2 separate regions of the Zea mays genome follow, and region 1 is linked to region 2. A link is a contact called in public Hi-C data. All regions are on one chromosome and are shown on one strand. Each heading gives the region's core, a stretch centred on a gene start, on an enhancer-like site or on the middle of the called end of the contact. The rest is flanking DNA. Distances are from core to core; before and after follow the strand shown.

Region 1 (2,756 bases), core at 180-2,679, 240 kb before region 2:
GAATCCCAACACAGCATACAATGTGTTGACCTAGAGAAAACAATAATGCAATAGCACTGAGATAGTAGAGCAGCTTAAATACTAACGGTGGTAAACTGTTGTTTTCTGCAGTTTTAGTGGCAATTGTCATAATGAGATGCTGAATGGTAAAGTAAGAACTACCAAATAACTGAGATAAAATGAGCAATTCAATTGGATCTATTAGAAAACTGTTTGAACACAACAAATATAGTCATACAAATAATTCCATGTACTGCAAATTGTAGATCTGTATGCCAATTTTTACCGAGAGAATGCAATCTTGGCCTTGTTACACCCAACAGATAAAAAATTATAACAACAAGCAGAATCCCTCAGCGAATTTAACATTGTAGGAAACAGGAACCTTGCAAATATAAATTTAGGACAAAACTGTCGTGGTGGTGTGATTCATCCAATACACAATTCTTGTATTCTGTTCAGGTCTGATCAAGAAATTGGGAATGAGCATGAGCAGATGCTTTACATACTGAACAATCATTCCCGGTAAACTGGAACAACAAATATTTGAAACAATGCATCTTCTATTGGACCCTTTTAGCTGTACCACATTCGGATACATCATATTGATAGAGATGGTAAAATTTTCAAACGTGCGCTAACCTGCAAATCTTGCATCTTGATGCCGGCAGCAATGGACACGAGAAGCTTTTTTTCTGACAGCCGTGGCCTCAGCTGAAGTAGAACTTGCTTCACTGCAATTCGATGTGTGTGTGCCATAAAAACAGTGGACGAAAGCGCAAACAAATACCACGAGAACAAATCGGGCACGGGAATGGATTGTTCATGGAGCACGAAATTGAACATGATAAGATTGCACCATTAAATCCCTTAGATCCAGAAAGCAAAATCTAAAAAAAACGACACTTACCGATCTGAGGCTTCACGGAGATGACGATCACATCGCTGTCGTCCACAACCTAGAACGCACCGGGGATTAAAATTCGCGTAAGAGCGGAGTTTTCACGGTGATGTCGCATTGTCGCAGCAAATACACGCGCGCGCAATCAAGAGGAGGCCCGGAGAGCAAAGGGGAAAGGGGGAGACGAGGAGGGCGTGGAGGGGGAATACATGGGCATTGGTTTGGAGCAAGCACGCGCCGAAGGACGCGAAGGCCTCGCCGCGCTCGGGGCGGCGGTGGGGCGCGGTGCGGATGGCGGAGGCCGGGAGGACGCCCGACGCCGCCACGCCGCGGGCGATGCTCTCGGCCAGGTTGCCCGCGCCGACGAAGCCCAGACGGAACGCGTCCCCGTTCACAGCCGCCGCCGCCGCCGCCGCGGTTGGCACAGGCTGGACAGGCGGCGCCGCCATTGACGCGATGGTGGGGTGGGGGCTGCCGGAGCGGGCTTTGGTTGGGGGGTTTTGGACGGGTGGCGAACGCAAACTGGCAGGGGCGGACGTGTGGTTTCTAGCGGTCTAGCAGGGGCTTTATAGTAAAAGCTTCACTGGACGGACGACGGCGACGGTCCGCCTGGGCCTGGCCTGGCCTGGCTGCGATGCAAAGCTGGCCCGCTGGCTGCCAGTCACCGCCCGGATTTGGCAGATTTTCGTAGGACACGTGTAGCCTGCCACGATACTCTACTTGGCTTATCCAACGTGGGGTCGCGCTCGGGCCAGTGGGACTGGGAGGAGGAGCTGGGGGTGTTCGTGGGCCACTTTGATTTATTTGGGTTTTCTTTTTTTTTAAAAACAATAAGGCTAGTTTAGAAACCAGAAAATGAATGGATTGAATGGGCTAGAATCTACTTCGTATTCAATTTTGAATAAGAAGATGATTTTTTGGTTTTGTAGCTCTCAAACTAGCACTAATATATGATAACTTTCTTATGGAAAGCCAATTTTCAATTTTGCTTGCATCGTTGCATTTGTTACGATACTAGATGCATGATGCGTATATTTTGTTCTTAAAATAAATAATTTTTGAACGTTTGAACTTTCTCAAAAGAATAACATCCTACGAAGCGATCGAGAGGTGGGGCCCAGGAGCATAGGTGCGCAGAGGCACGGGCTCTGAGCCGTTGGATGGGGAATCGAGGATCTTGGTTTTACGAACCGACATGAATTGATATCTGAGGATCTATGCCATTGGATCAGGGGTGGGCGGTTGAGATCGGGTGCCCGGGGTGGTTAATGGCTCCGGTCGGCTTTGGGCGACGCCGCTCACGCCCGCGGCGGAGGAATCACTGAAGACGAGGCAGGCCCGAGTTCTAGGGGGTCTAGGACCATCCGGGGCAGGCCAGCGCCGTTGGGGTGACCCGGCAAACCTTGTGGTGGCGCTCCAGCCATGAGAAAGAGACCGGAGGTGGGTGAACGACGGGGATGTGCTACGGGCGGGTCGGGGGCTGCTCCGGTGAGCAATCCCTCCCGCAGTGGAGGTTGATTCGGTGCTGAAAGGAAATGTGCCCTTGGGCAATTTCTAGTATGTTTTGGTGATTAAGTGCTCAACACATTCAATTAAGTTCCCTTGTGCTAAATGAAGAAAGAAGTGCAAAACAAAGAGAATGTATGTTTCTAGACTTAGTACATTGGTTTTTGTGTACTAACATATATGGTCTAAGTTCTAGAAACAGAGAAAAGAAGAAGAGAAAAGAGATGCAAAAGACTTGGCTTGGTACAGCCAAGACTCAGCTCAATCTGGCACACCGGACTGTCCGGTGGTGCACCGGACAATGTCCGGTGCGCCAGGCTGAACTCCGGTGAAAAGGCCACTCTCGGGA
Region 2 (2,700 bases), core at 146-2,645:
AGGAAGAAGAACAGGAGCATCAGCAACGGACCCGAAGAAATAAGCGTGTGAAGAATTGCAGTCGTGAGGGAAGAGGGAGATGCTGGAATTGGTTGGTTAGTTTGGTATGGTTACCTGGGTGAGCAGCGCGAGCTCCTCGACCCCGAAGGAGCGTGCGGCGGCGAGCGTGTCGAGCGCGAGGTCGACGGCGGCGGCGCAGTGCGTGTGCCAGCACGCGCGCTCGCCGCAGCCCGGCCGGGGATCCCCCTTCTGCGGCACCAGGGACACCTGGCCGCTGTAGAGGAACTGCAGCAGCAGCAGGAACACCTCGTAGCTGACGGAGTTGACGGGTATGACGGCGCCCGGCGCCGCTGCCGCGGAGGCTCCCGCGCCGCCGGCGCCGCCGCGCGGGGAGGAGGAGGAGGCGCCGCCGGACGGGGAGCGCGGGCTGAGGTGGTCCAGCAGCAGCGCGCCGGGCGCGGCGGCCTGGTCGGCGGCGGCGGCGCCGCAGAAGAACTTGCGGAAGAAGAGGCTGCGCGCGGCCAGGATGCAGCGGTGCGCGTGCACCAGGCGGCCCTCCACGCTGAACGTGACGTCGCTGAAGGCCTGCCCGTTGATGAGCAGGTTGAGGTAGTCCATGGACAGCGACTTGAGGGTGTCCTCCATGGCCGCCGCCGGTCGAGAGGCAAGCTGCTGTGCCGGCCTGCTCGACTCTACTCGTGTCGGTCGACCTTCCTCCCGCCTCCGAGCGGTCTACCTTCCGCTTCTGTACTCTAGCTGCTAGCTAGCTAGGGTGGCGGCGGAGCTGGCGAATTGGGTGGATGGATCAGAGAAAGAGAGAGAGAGAGGGGGGAGTGGAGAGGCGCGCGAGGGGGACCAGCACGGACGGAGAGCAGCTCGATCGATCGCTTTGGTGCTTGCTGCTTGGGCGACTGAGCCTGCTGGCGGCTGGCTGGGAGAGTCAGGGGGGGGACTGGAAGCGGTTGCAGCTGCTGCTTGCTTTCTTGGCTCAGCTTCTGCACGCAGCTGCTCAAACTGAAGCCGCCACCGCCTGTGCTGCATCATCCCCGTCTCTTTTCACCACCACCATCATCTCTTCTTGTTCTTCTTCTTCTCTTCTGTCTGTCACCGGCCACACTTCCTCTCCTCTCCTCCTCCGATCCCTTCGCTTCTTCCACTACTGCTACTTGTTTGTGTGTGCAGCACAGCAGCGTTGTGTGCCTCTCTCCCCTCCTTTTCTCTCTCTCTCTCTCTCGTGTAGCTCTTGAGAAAAAGAGAGACGGGTAGAGGAGGGACTAGAGGTGGACTTGGGGATGGCTACTGTTACTGTATGTGGGTGGCTGGCCAGGCCGATGGAGATTTTTTTTTTTGGAAGGGAAGGCTGTCTCGCAGTGAGGGGTTTGAGGCGTGCGTATCAGCGTATGTTTATATGGGTGGGTGGCTGTCCTGCTCCTGCCCGCCTGGGGGGCATAAATAATTGGTGCTTTCTCTGCTATCCTATGCACTGTGCACTATGCTGCCTGCGTTTAAGATATGCACACAAGTTTAAAAAAAACAAAAACAAAAAAACAAAATTTAGAGCATCATTTGCTAGTTTCAAATTGCAGATCCTTTTTCGAAACATTGCAGATCATTTTCAAAGCCAGAGACGATCGACTTATTGCAGTGTGGGACGGGGAGCACGCACATGCATGCGTACAGTTCGTCAGGGCCCTTGGAAACAGTTAACTCTCAGTGGATGTAGACATAGCGTGTGACGGAAATTAAGAGAGTTCCAAGCTTTGACAGTTTGGCCTGTAAATTAAATGCCACAGATCAACTGATGTCTGGACTGATGAATTATCTGCTCCCGGCCGGCCCCCCTGCATGGTTGTATGTATGTCTATTAAATGTTCTGCTGCAGGGAGCCATGTCGTGTTGTGATACTGCTGATTTATTTATTTTCCATTTAATAAATTAATTAATTTCTATAATGTAAATGTTCTGCGTGCATTTTGTTTTTGTATAATGTAAATGCAGCTCGATATATATTTTTATACTAGAGACATACAGTCATGCACTCATGCTTAGCTTGATTAGATTAATCAACGACTAGCTATAGGCTAGTATACACATACACATACACATTAATATTATATATATATATATATATATATATATATATATATATATATATATATATATATATATATATATATGTGGTTCGAGCGACGACACACATGCACATATATATGTTGCGTGTCGCTATTAATAAATATTACAGCAGAAACTGTGGGGAAGCCGGCGTTAACACGTTATATATTGCTAATAATAACTGGTGGGTGACACATCACAATTCCTAACTATCCGTATTTTCTTTCTTCTGATCTTTATATGTACTTTCGTTTTTGAATATTTGTTGTTGTCTAATTTATTTTTAACTAAAACGTGATAAATAAAATAGAGGGAATATTTTTTATTTAATATATACACACATAGGCTTTTGTAGCAAGTCAAAATACAAGGTGGAGAAATATGGGCAAAAGGTGATAACAGTCTGAGCCCGTTTGGATCCATCTAACTAAATTTTAGTCCTACCCATTAGATGTTCTAATACTAATTAAGAAGTATTAAATATAGTTTAATTACAAAACTAATTACACAGATAATGACTAAACGATAAGATAAGTTTATTAAATCTAATTAGTCTATGATTTGGTCGTCATGCATGTGATGCTACAG

The links. A called contact is a pair of places that touch in the nucleus more often than the background predicts.
Region 1: a Hi-C map of leaf shows a contact between it and region 2, with 5 times the contacts expected there. The contact joins the promoter of LOC606449 here to the promoter of LOC103650745 in region 2. A contact is called at or near these places in 2 of 25 Hi-C or Micro-C datasets (leaf and tassel).

What each region holds. Positions count from the first base shown.
Region 1 is chr3:152,328,432-152,331,187 of Zm-B73-REFERENCE-NAM-5.0, reverse strand. It overlaps LOC606449 (pyrroline 5-carboxylate reductase), which reads right to left and starts at 1,429. Exons shown (of 7, transcript NM_001112317.1): 1 at 1,111-1,429; 2 at 911-959; 3 at 643-734. The coding sequence starts at 1,350.
Region 2 is chr3:152,084,862-152,087,561 of Zm-B73-REFERENCE-NAM-5.0, reverse strand. It overlaps LOC103650745 (BTB/POZ domain and ankyrin repeat-containing protein NPR5), which reads right to left and starts at 1,395. Exons shown (of 2, transcript XM_008676308.2): 1 at 115-1,395. The coding sequence starts at 645.